Linked DNA regions of Gossypium raimondii: region 2 is linked to region 1. A link is a contact called in public Hi-C data. All regions are on one chromosome and are shown on one strand. Each heading gives the region's core, a stretch centred on a gene start, on an enhancer-like site or on the middle of the called end of the contact. The rest is flanking DNA. Distances are from core to core; before and after follow the strand shown. Region 1 holds the start of LOC105764098 (proline-rich protein 3). Region 2 holds the start of LOC105764104 (exocyst complex component SEC15B).

Evidence for each region. A called contact is a pair of places that touch in the nucleus more often than the background predicts.
Region 2: a Hi-C map of leaf shows a contact between it and region 1, with 3 times the contacts expected there. The contact joins the promoter of LOC105764104 here to the promoter of LOC105764098 in region 1. A contact is called at or near these places in 2 of 2 Hi-C or Micro-C datasets (both in leaf).

The regions. Positions count from the first base shown.
Region 1 is chr12:39,947,444-39,954,019 of ASM2569854v1, forward strand. LOC105764098 (proline-rich protein 3) reads left to right here and starts at 3,443. Exons shown (of 2, transcript XM_012582567.2): 1 at 3,443-4,489; 2 at 4,573-5,103. The coding sequence starts at 3,475. The coding sequence ends at 4,913. LOC105764097 (60S ribosomal protein L19-2) reads right to left here and starts at 2,411. Exons shown (of 5, transcript XM_012582566.2): 1 at 2,239-2,411; 2 at 1,488-1,610; 3 at 854-1,167; 4 at 644-705; 5 at 249-550. The coding sequence starts at 2,350. The coding sequence ends at 526. LOC105764099 (putative GTP diphosphokinase RSH1, chloroplastic) reads right to left here. Exons shown (of 24, transcript XM_012582569.2): 22 at 6,517-6,576; 23 at 6,358-6,426; 24 at 5,770-6,203. The coding sequence ends at 6,099.
Region 2 is chr12:40,177,759-40,184,334 of ASM2569854v1, forward strand. It overlaps LOC105764104 (exocyst complex component SEC15B), which reads right to left and starts at 4,166. Exons shown (of 1, transcript XM_012582572.2): 1 at 1,350-4,166. The coding sequence starts at 4,002. The coding sequence ends at 1,591. It also overlaps the pseudogene LOC105764105.

The DNA.
Region 1 (6,576 bases), core at 2,193-4,692:
ATGGGCGAATAAATAAAACCTAGAAATAGCTCAAGCCAGGTAATAGTTCTATTTCCACCTTTGATTCAATCTTACATGTCCTATTAAACATTTGATATCAATACTAGTGATCTGATTACTTTTCACGGTAAGCAAAATAATTTTATAAAATTTTACTACCGATATTTTTACATAAAAATATAAAATTGCCTCCTTTAATATAATGATTAAAATTATTTTGATTAATCATAATAAAAGCTTTCAACCACTGCAGTGAACATTTTTCAGATTTATTACGAGTGATGTTGAAAATCACTAAGATAAATTCCGACACAACATTATATCATGTAATTAACAAAAAAAAACAAATCAGTAAACTGATAAAAAAAACATTTAAAGCTTAATCCGCCTAAAAGAACAAAAGTTCATATCAACCAAAAAAACACAACATTGCCTCAACAAAATTACTTAAGACATCACTAAAAATCTAAATGTCACGTTCGATCAGTACTCTTCAGTAAGAAATTTTACTTTTTCTTTTCTGTTTTACTTCTTTGACTTCTTGGAACCCCTGAAAGTTCAAACAATGGGAGAATGAAATCATATTACTTAAAAACACTGATCCTTTTACCAAAAGAAATTCTATCTTGAAGATGGTACTTACACGGCTGGTTGCACAGCTGCCGCAGGCTGTGCTGCAGCTGGCTTTTCTCCTCCTCCAGGTCCCTAAAGAGAAGAAAAAAAAATTGTACATTAATCCATAATTACATAAAAGATGACCAATCATGATAAGAACTGTACCATAAGACCACAGAATTTCAATCTTTTTACTAAAATAACAGTAAGAAAATCGTTACGGTACAAAAGTTCTTACCTGGGCCAAACGCTCTTCCCTCCTAGCAAATTTTCTTTCCCTGCTTGCCTTATTCTTAGCCCTCTTAGCTTCAAACTGGTCAGCCAACGTCTTTTCTCTGGCCTTCTCAGCCTTAGATTTGTGGATGCTCTCCATGAGAACTCTCTTGTTCTTGAACACATTACCCTTGACTTTCATGTACATGTCATGGTACATGTGCTTGTCAATCTTCTTTGATTCCCTATACTTGCGGAGCAAGCGTCTCAGAACACGCATCCTCCTCATCCACAAGATCTTTGTGGGCAACCTTGCCTCCCTTGTACCCTTGCGCTTACCTAAAATCAGCATGGAAGTTAAGACCCAGTTAATCAATATACACAAATTTCCAACAATCGAAGTTTTTGGTGGCTAACAAAAGATTCCTCACAGGATTAAGAATCCTCACAGTACTTCATTTAATCTTTTAATAAAATGGTTTTGGACATTGTAACTTGGAAAACATGATGCATAATCAAGATTCAAGAATATAATCTGATTTCTACATGATACAGAATCTGCAAGCATGTAATGAAGTAATTCAAGCTACCTACCCTGCATCAGTAAATAACATCTCCCGTTAAATCTCACCATCATAAAGTACATAGAGAAGACATACCATAACCAGAGTGACGCCCCTTTCTCTTGGCTTCCTTCATGCGGCGCGCGCGAGACCGAGAGTGAATCTTGGTTGGCTTCCTGATGATAAAACCATCTTTAACCAGCTTTCTTATATTCTGGCCTGCATGCCAAACCAAATATAAACACGGTTATAACCAAAAACAATAAAGGAACCATTTTTTGTGCTAAGCTACAAACAAACTAACAAATCCATAGACTATTCAATCTCTTATAATAGATTACATCAACTTCAACTTGCTACTAATTGTTCAGAATTACAGCTAGTAAAATATAAAAAAATTTCTTAAAAAATATCAGAGGAGAAAACAACGATTTAACCTTGTACAGAATTCTACGATTAATCTGAAATTTTAATCTTCAAATGCAGGAAATCTCAAGTCAACTAAAGTAGCATTCGCTATAAGCTTTAGTTGAAAATATTTTCTCTCACAAGCAAACAAATAAATAATAGCATAATAAAAAATCAAATTGTATATATGCCAAAGCTCATCTCAGTGAACTATATAACACTTTACTGTTATAAATCACTAAAAAAGCTTAAAAGTAAACTACATCAGCAATCAGATATTAAATTCCTAAAAATTTAAAACTTCTTGCTTCGTTTTCACTATTTACCAACAAAACGATGCGAAATCAAGTCCAAATCATACCTCAACTTAAAAATGATTATTACGGAAGCGATACTACTCGAGTCAGTAAAAAAAGTGAAGGAGAAGAGGAAAACGTACGAGAGTTGGCCATGGAGATCTCGTTGACTTCATTTGGATCGAGCCAAACCTTTCCTTTTCCACACTTTAGAACGCTCGCTGAGAGCCGTTTCTGGAGCTTAAGCGATACCATCTCTCTCTCTCTCCCTCTCTTTGGTGTGCAGCTAACTGCTGTTAGCAAAGAAGGGCAATGCAGAAGTGATAGCGGCTTATTTATATGACCGCTTTAACCCTAGGGTTTGGAGGGTGTCTGCTTGCTTGATTTTAATATTTGGACCGGGTTCTTTAACATTTTGGCGGTGATTTTTTTGTACGGAATGTCCTTTCAGTTGTATGTTTATGGGCCGTTAGCCCAATTAACTTGTTCATGGGCCTTGTAAACAATGAAGGATTTAAGATTAGATTCCGAGGTGTCCAAAAATAATCCAATTTCGAAATTTTGATTCATTACTTATGCCAACTTTATAGCACACTCAAAAAATTAGCAAATATACATATTAAAAATTCATATAAAATCAAATAAAATTTTACTTTATAAAAATATATTTTAATAATATCCTAATTATTCAATTGATTTATAAGCTTATTACTATTATATCATACCATATATTAAAAGTTTTAATTGATATATTATGGCACACTCCTCGTCTACCATCCTACCTAAGCCTTAGATTTGTTATACAAATCATGTATGGGTCAATTCCACTGTACCTCCTAATACTATATCCGAATTCTAAATTAATCCTCACACTTTAAAATATTTCAATTAAATATATTATACTAATCAAATTTTTTGTCAACTTGAATGTTAATTGCTAACTCGTCTATATCTTGAAGTTTATTTAAATATGTGTATATAGCTCGGATTTGATACATTACAAACCAAACTGTGTCACTAAAATTTATGAAAAATTTGTCAATGCAATAAGTTCACACGTATCTAGAATTAGATTTGATAATGATACTTTGATGATTCAATTTGAACATTTTGAAGTTTAAGGATCAATTTCGAATTTGAATCATAATCAGGGGATGGTTGGTGGAATTAACCCGAAATATATTAGTTAGTGGTAGTCAAGTCTGTAGATGTTTCTGCCATCGTGCAACCAAATCATGACAAAGCCTATTTCTTCTATTGCTTAATCAATGACGCAATATACCAAAATTTCCTGTATATATACTGCAGTGAAGGTAGCTCCCTGCACTTCATCCCATCATATTTCTTCTCTTTGTGCTCGGTAGTTACAGTTGGAAAATATGGCTATCGCCCGTTCCTTGTTGGCTACCTGCTTGCTTTTATGTTCATTGCTTGTCATTGCTTATGCGAATGACTATGGTGGTTATGATTCATCCAAAAGCCCTGCATATGATTATGGTGCAAAACCAGAAGCAGAACAGAAGACTAACTATGAAACAAAGCCGATGCCAAATGGAGAAGAGAAGCCCGAGTATGGCACCAAGCGAGTCAACCAACAACAGCCAGAAGAGGAAGAAAAGCCTGATTATGGCACCAAGCAAAATTTCTATAAACCAGAGCTAGAAGACAAGGAGAAGGCAATGCCTGACGAGTCAGAGAAACCTGGTTATAGCACAAAACCACAGCCAGAAGAGGAAGGGAAGCCTGAGTATGGCACTAAACCAGAGCCAGAAGAGGAAGAAAAGCCTGAGTATGGCACCAAGCAAAATTTCTATAAACCAGAGCTAGAAGACAAGGAGAAGGCAATGCCTGAAGAGTCAGAGAAACCTGGTTATAGCACAAAACCACAGCCAGAAGAGGAAGGGAAGCCTGAGTATGGCACTAAACCACAGCCAGAAGAGGAAGAAAAGCCTGATTATGGCACCAAGCAAAATTTCTATAAACCAGAGCTAGAAGACAAGGAGAAGGCAATGCCTGAGGAGTCAGAGAAGCCTGGTTATAGCACAAAACCACAGCCAGAAGAGGAAGGGAAGCCTGAGTATGGTACTAAACCACAGCCAGAAGACAAGGAAAAGGAAATGGCAGAGCCAGAAGAGACAGAGAAGCCTGGTTATAGCACGAAACCTGTCTACCAAACACAACCAGAAAAGGAAGAAAAGCCTGAATATGGCACTAAAATTAAGTTCTACCAACAGCAACCAGAAGAAAAAGAAGGTAAAGAGAAGCCTGATTATGACAACAAAGAACAACCAGAAGAATACAAAAAGCCAGAAGGAGAAGAGCAGCCTAATCTTCCCATTGGTGTTGAAGGGCTTGTTTTATGTAAATCAGGTCCCAAGTATTATCCTATTCAAGGTATAATCCATTTGAGACGCACACTATTTAAGCATTTATATTTTATGTTTAAAGACTATTCAAATTTGTTTCAATGATCACAGGTGCTTTGGCAAGGATAACATGTCTAGTTGTTGATGAGAACGGGTACGAGAAGACTCATTCGGTTTGCAGCGGAGAAACCGATGCAAAGGGTTACTTCTTTGCGAGATTGTCTCCTTCGATTTCAGAGGACGGAAGTTTAAGCAAGCTCACAGAGTGCAAGGCATTACTTGAAAGCTCTCCATTGGAGACTTGTAATGTTCCCGTGAATGTCAACAAAGGCATTAGTGGTGCTCCTCTTTCTGATTTCCGTATTCTCAATCACATGAGGATCAAGCTTTACTCCGTTGGACCTTTCTTCTTCACCTCTCAACCTAATAATTCACTCCCTAATGGTTACTAAACAAGCAGCTTTAATTCTTTATTATTTTTGTCTGTCTGCTTTGGTGTTGAAGAAGGGGAGTGGGGTTTATTTCTATTTAATCAATTTGTTCTATTAACGTGTTAAGTGCTTAATTTGCTTTATTAATATTTCCCACGATTATTTTGTTGGACTAATAAAGTTCAATGTTTTATTTCCCCATTTTCTAAAATCCAATTGCATTTAAATAGTATATTAATTATCTAGCAAGTGTAAAGAAGGGGTAAGAGAGAGTGTAGCGATTAGCAATCATCACATAGAATTACATTGACCACCTCCAGTAATTTATTCAATTGTCACAAATATTATTGTAAAATATTGAAGTACACTTATGTTTTTTTAGGTGAGTATATTTGGGAATTTAATTTAGGATGTAAATGAGATACTGGTACACGTAAATTACTCGAGTTTAATTCGAAAAAAATTCTTACTTGATTCGATAATTATCAAGTTGAATTATCGGTTGAGTCGAATTTGAACTTAATAATACTTACTCAAACAGTTTAAGAGCCTTATCAAGCTTTTTATATTTTTATATTATTAAATTACATTGCCCTTGATATATTATTAACTCTAAGCTTAATTATTGAACCGAACTCGAATTCAAGCTCAAGTACAAAAATTGGAAAATAAGTTTAATCGAGCTCAAACTCGAGTCTTAAAAATAGATATTCGATCGAGCTCAAGTATCAAACTCCGAATTTTGAGTTGAGCTCAAACTTGACAGTATTAAATTCAGCTTGACTCGATTACACTCCTAAATATAATTAGCGAAAGGTTCTCCAATAAGTATAACTACGGAAGGGTTTGCAGGGTTAAGGGTATATTAAAAAATGTATTTAAAGAAAAACCAAATTATGAGGGTATTTATATGAAATACTTAAAAGAAACTTGTATAAAGTGTTCACCTATGATCCTTTTCATAAACTCTAACCTTCTCTTTTTCTTCTACATACAGTGCGGGCGTTGATGCAGAGTCAACTTCCTTGACTCCTGGTTTATTTGGTTATGAGCGTCTAACAAATAGATAAAGATTATGGAGTGGCGACGTAAAATTTGCTATAAGAAAGAACAATAGGTCTTTAGCTATATGTGGGACAAAACTTCATACCCAAGCTTGCATCTGGCTGGGTCAACTAGTTCGATTTAATGGATCCATTGTTTAAATTAGCACTCGAGGAGTTGGCTATTTTCCATCGAGCTTGGCCAGCTGCAACCAACGGACCATCCCAGCACACCCGGGATTAAATCGACCCTCGAACAAGCATTAACCTGTGAAACAAATGAGTGATTTATCGATATGACAATTCAGAAAAGTATATAAATGCTCTTTCATGCATGCAAACATAAATACAAAAGGGGAAATCGAAAATGAAAAGGTGAAAGGAATATAAGAAACAATAAAAATTGGATTTGAACTCAGTACCAAAATTTCGAGGTTGGCTTCAATATGAAATACCATGACGGCCATTCCCCTTCCTTTATCAGTCTCAGCCTGAAAAAATGAAAGTGGAACTGTTACGGAACTAGCAAAGATTTGACAGTCAGAAGCAAAGCATGTGATAGATGAATTTAAATCACTCACCACACAGGAACATATGGTGATGCCTACAGCCGCAAATGCCGTTGTGATCTCAGCCATCAT
Region 2 (6,576 bases), core at 2,916-5,415, 230 kb after region 1:
TCAGCAAGAACTTTGGAGAGAGATTCAATGAGTTGTCGAAGCTGAATTTTGTCATGCAAGAGGACATCCAAGCAGGTACATTGTCCGCTCTTTTCCTTATAGTAGCTGACAATCTTTTTGGCATGCTATTGGACCAGAAACTGAACCATTAAATCGACATCTGGAATCCTCCATGACTGTCTCCTGTTTCAGATGAAACTACTAGAAAAGGTTTCTACATCTATGACGGGAAGTCCAAGTTTACCCCTAATCCTGATATTAAGATGTATGTAAACAAGGCAAGGAGCATCTCCGGTCTCAGCATTGATTATGAGGTTATTTAACTTAAAGTTCAGTTATATTTCCCATCAGGTTCTGTGCTTGAGCAGATAACAAGCAGGCTTGCATGAAGTAGTTGTTATAAGTACTATACTGCTTTTCTCTGTATGAATTTATGAATTTTCTAACATGAAATTTTCTCCCTATCCTTACCACTTCTCTATGTGTGCATCCACATTCGATGGCTTCGAATTTGTTAACAGTTGATGCAGTTATCCGATGAAGAGATAGTTGAAATGATTCTCTTCCCTGTTGTGAACGAGGCATGCTGCGTTTTTGAGGACAAAATTGTTGTCAAGGCATCAGATCTCGACGTTGCTTCTGTTACAGGCATGGGATTCCCGGAATATAGGTTTGTGGTTTGTGCCCCTGTTGCTTTTTTATTCTTTCCGATAGTCAAATGTATAATTCCTAATTTCGATACGAATGATGAATTGACTTAGGGGAGGAATCATTTTCTGGGCTGATACTCTTGGACCAAAATATATATGTTCAAAATTGGAGAAATGGTCAAAGACTTATGGACCGTTCAAGCCCTGCGCCTATTTAGCAGAAAGAGCTTTCAAGAGAGTGTCTCTGGTGAGCTATTAACATTCGTGTCTGCATCTTATTCAAGTCCATACATGAAGTCTATATTAACATTTTGATGAATTCTCCCATTTCAAATCATTATTGAGACCCAGTTTCTCCCACCACATTATATAACAAATGAACCACCTGCAGGGGGGAGAAGGGCAAGCAAAGTCTCAACTATAGCTGGAGAACACCGCAGACACTCGAGAAAGCAGTCTGTACGGAGATTATCAATCACAAGGAATCCACACACATATATGTACGTATAAATAAATGCCCATACTCGTGTATGTGTGTATACTATGTACCCCATTTATACATGAGATACACGTAGGGTAACAACCACGCCCTTTATATGGTACAATTAAATCAAGCATTTCCATATCCTATAAGTGGTGGCATACCAACTGACCAAAAAAATAAAAGCAAGCAACTAAAATAGCTTAGCACAAAGGGTCTTATTCTTAATGCAATTCTACGAACAAATTCACTCATTGCCGAAAAAGAATTTAATACAACGAAAATTTCAACTCACAACTGTTAATTTAAAACAACCAGGAAACAAAATAAATAAATAAATAAATAAATGCTGTGCCTTAATATCAAGTAAATATATTAGCAATGAACTACTAAGAAATAACCGCGATTGAATTGAAAAAGGTAAAAGAACATAGACATACATACAGCTCCTTGCCAAAATCAGCTCACATCCTTGAGTCTTTTTATCAATGCATCCATAGATTTCTTCTTTGGATTCTGCTTGGCACCCCTGCTCCCAAAGGTTCCAAATAGCCGATCTGACGAATCCCTTAACTTCTCTGAAATTGTCACAACTTTCCTGTAGTCCAGGGCATTGTAACTCTTCTCTCTAATTACTGGGTTCAGAAAATTCTCTGGATGATTGCTCAAAAGCAAATTGACCAACTGCCTTGACTCTGCAAGTGCATTTTTCAATTGATTTGTATCCCCTTCAGAAAACACAGGTGATAGGTTATCCGCAAAAGATTCTAACAACCGAATATCCACATCAATCCCCATAATAGCATTTACATTAAACCTCTTCACCGAGTCTCCAAATAAAGCCCCGACGATCTTCTCTGATATGTGAGAAATTACATCTTGTAAAACTCTTTTAAGAACTTGAGGAGGCAATATCTGTTGTGCAGTAGAAACCAAAGTTTCCAAATATATTATGACCTCATTCACATATTCATTACCACCCTGCGAAGCTTCGTCGGTCATCCAGTTCACATTCTCGATCAAAGTCATGAAACCATCAACCTTTCTCTTGAGCATCCCAGACAGCATGTCTTCTGCAGCATCACGGGCTTTGCTAAGAGGAAACTGCTTCCTACCCCTTTCTACCATTCTCAAAGGAATGCCAGAAAGCTGTGCAGCATGACGAAAGAAGAAATCACAAGCCCGCTCCAAAACTGCCATATTTGCTGCAACCTGCATTGCCTGAGAAACCCCATGGACAGATGAACTAATCAGCTTCAAAAGAGCCCCATCCAAAACCTCACCCAAAAGCCGGTCCAAATACTTCTTTACAACATCATAGAAATCCAACTGCCCACCAAAAGACATAAAACTAACAGAATCCTCAATAAAAGATCTCACAATCCGACAACAATCAGGCACAGTAGATGAAAATGGCGCAACATAAGGAAATGCTGGAACAATATCCGATGCTTGTAACTGGAAAGATAGCACATTCATCGAGTACTCGTACTCCTTCTTCATCAACATCTGCTCAAATTTATCAGCAGCAAGAGCTTCCGCAATCTGCTTCCGACAATCAGATAATAACAACTCATGGTACTTATCCCTATGCTTACTTAAAACATTAAGCAATGCATCAACAGGGTAGCCATACCTACGCAAAGTAACTCCTAACAGACTCACATAATCCTTAATCAGTAACAAGTGATTAGCAGTTTGCATTCTAGAAAACTGATCCTCTAAAACCGAGCACATTTTACTAACAGCAGTCTCCCATAAATTCTCAACTTCCATTTTGGAAACCAAACCCCCACCTGTCCTTAAAATGCGATCTTCTATGATAAAAAACCCCGCAATTTGGGCAAAAAATGTTTGATGAGATTCAAGAAATGGGGTCATAGAAGAAACTTGAAAATCCGACGTTAATTGAAGCTTCCTATTCTCAAAATAATACTGCTTAAATCGTTCTTCGAGTCCTAAAGTTTGATGAATATGATAAGCTCTATATAGAGGAGTCAAATCAAATCCAAACGATCCGTTATTACCGTTACTATAACCGTCGTTCTCGTCTCCTCCGAGTCCACCGTCGTCGTCATCTTCTTCTAAAGCGTATACGCAACCTCTCAAGCTGAGTCGACTCTGTTCTTCGGCTTGCCTTTGCTTGATTCTCAGATCTTCTTCGCGTTGCCTGGCAGCCGAGGCTTGTCCGATTGCTAATTGCCCTAAATTGCGGCTCACCACGCGAATATCAACGAGCCAATCGCCGAACTCTTTACTGATTTTTCTCTCGATGTGAGATCGAATCTCTGGAATCTTCCTCTCCAACATCCTTTTTAAAGTAGACGAAGGTGTTTTATCTTGGAACTCGTTCTCGATCGAGTCTAAGCACTTCAACGCCATATAGAAACTGCCGTTTGAGAGATGAAGATTTGCTCTTAAGCAAAGCTCCGTCAGCTTAATACACAAAATTACCGATTGCAAAGCGGAGTTTACGTTCTTGGAAGCATTTTGAGCTTCGACAAAGGAATCAAGGGAAGAAAGGAGAGGACCGCCGACTGATTGGAGCCTTGAGTTGGAGTCGGAGAGAGAGGATTTGAGAGAATCGACATCGGAGAGAAGAGATCGAAGATCATCGACGGCGAGGATGAAATCTTGGTAGTGAGATTTGCAAACTTCTTCGATTTCCGATTCTTTTGAACGAGCGAAGTGACGAAGGTGATGGAGGAGGGTATCAGGCCTTCCAGAAGCGAACACTTTGCGGACAAAAGGACCGAGGTCCTCGCCGTTACAGATGGCGGAGGAAAGTAGGAGTTGTTCCAATTTGTCGCCGGAGTCGCCGCCATCAGCAGCTGCTGGCGCTACTTTACGGCGCGACCTCGTTGACTGCATTTCTTTTAACGGTAATGGTGATGGCGCCGTGATTTAAGAATGAGAGGGAGAGATGGGGAGCGGTGAATCGGAAGCTTTTGGACAGAGTGACGAGGGTAAGCTTTCTTTTTCTTTTTCTTTTTCTTTTTCTTTTTTTCATTTGTTAATTTCGGTTTGACGAAAACGGCACTGAGATGATGGAAAATAGTAAGGGCTTATTAGTAATTTTGAGACTGCAATTGCCAATTGGAGACTTCCTCGTTTTTTGAAAGTCGCAATTGGAGACGTGGTAAAGACTACGTTTTTATGCAAGTAGAATTTACGCGACGGAGCTGTGCTTGGTTCGAGGAATATAATGTTTTTGGGGGTAAATTCTTCGTATAATTACTCTAAAATTACTTTATTATTATTTTTATCACTTTAATTTTTTTATTATGAAATATAGCACATTTTTGTTTTGATCATTAGGATGCCACATATTAAAAAGTCGCCTACAGACACTTTACGTCCAATCATTTTAGATAACGCTTGCATCTTCTATATTATTGTAGTTACTGGCACAAAGTTAACCAATGTTTATTCCTCAGATATCGTCATTGCTTCTTTTCTGGGAAAAGAAGTTCACGACCCGTGGGCCTTCTACCTCCACGCTACATCGCTCCGTTAGGTTTTTGCCCATTGCGAAAAATTCCCCACTGCTGACTCCCGTAAGAGTCTAGGTCGTGTCTCAATCTCAGTATGGCTGATCATCCTCTCGAACCAACTACTGATCATCGCCTTAGTAAGCTATTGCCTCACCAACTAGCTATCAGATGCGAGCCCCTCCTCAAACGGATCCCTCCTTTTGCTCCTCAGCCTACGAGGTATTAGCAGTTGTTTCCAACTATTGTTCCACTCCCAAAGGGAGGTTCTTACGCGTTACTCACCCGTCTGACTTGCATATGTTAAGCATGTCGCCAACGTTCATCCTGAGCCAGGATCAAACTCTCCATGAGATCCATAGTTGCATTACTTATAGCTTCCTTGTTCGTAGACAAAGCCAATTCGAAATTGTCTTGTATCCATGCACTTCATATTCGCCTAGAGTTCACTCTCAGAAATATAGTCATTCCTACCCCCTCACTCAATCTCACGAGCCTCTTATTCATTCTTATTCGATCACGGCGGGGGACAAGGCAAAATAGAAAAACTCACATTAGGTTTAGGGATAATCAGGCTCGAACTGATGACTTCCACCACGTTAAGGTAACACTCTACCGTTGAGTTATATCCCTTCCTTGCCCCTTTCAAGAAATAGAACTGACTAATCCTAAGTCAAAGGATCGAGAAACTCAACAACACCACTATTCTTAAACAACTTGGAGCCAGGCTTTCCTTTCACACTATTATTCTACAAATTGTTATATATTATTACATGTCATTAAAGTGATTTACAAAAAAGTTTAATATTAACTAAAAAAATTTATTGTTTATAAAATGACCAATAGTGGTCTCTAAATGGGGTTTAGAGTTTGATTTTGGATTTAGGAATGGTAATGGAGTTTAAGGTTTAATGATTTTGGGTTTAAGGACCACTATTGATCCTTTTATAAATAGTAAAAATTTTTAGTTAATGTTAAATGATATTTTTGGTAAACTATTTTAATGATCTGTAAAAAGATATACACAATTGACAGAACAATCAGCAATACGTGGCATCCTAGTCAGCTTTTTGTTTAGGTTTTAACGGGACAATGATCAAAACAAGAATACTTACAAACGGCAGTGCTATATTTGACAAAAAAAAATTAAAGTGACTAAAACATGAATGAAGTAATTTTAGAGTGACTATTTGAGTAGTTTACCCATATTTTTAAGGTGTAATATGAGATTTCTCTAATAAATTTTTACCTTTACATTCCAAAAATTATCTTCAATAGGTGATCTCATATTTTCAATAAATATTAAGATTTCAAAATATATGATGTGAATATCATATTATTTTAGATAATTTTTTAGTTGTGGTTGATATTGGCAATGTTACAAGGCTCTCTCCAACTGTTATATTCTAGTTTTGATCTCATTTTGAAAGGTTAAAGAATTTGATAATATGCTTAGAGTAAAGAAGCAGGCAAGTCTCTTAGATTTTTTTTCTATTTTTTGTTAGTGAATCTAGAGTATTGAAAGTAACATGAATTCGTTGAAACCTTTCTTTCCAATCTTATAATTTTATAAAACATCATCTTCTTAATTTTTATACCAAAATTTTCTATAGAATTAAACTATTAGGGTTTAATTTTGTTCATAGAAATTGAATCCATGAATAATGGGTATTCGAGCCCCTAATTGATGATGACGATGTATTCGAGTAGAGGGCTTTCGACCCCTTGGAAATTTTAAAATGTTTAGGGTTTTTTTTCAATTTTTAATCTTCTCTTTCAATTGATTTGTTCAAAATTATATAACATAGTTTGGTTGCTAGAATTAATGAATAAAATAAAGTTTGGTTGTGGTTTGCTATTGTTGGTTGATATAATTTCTTAATGTGCCAATTCCATACATATATATATATGTAACACCCCTAACCCGTATCCGTCGCCGAATTAGGGTTACGAG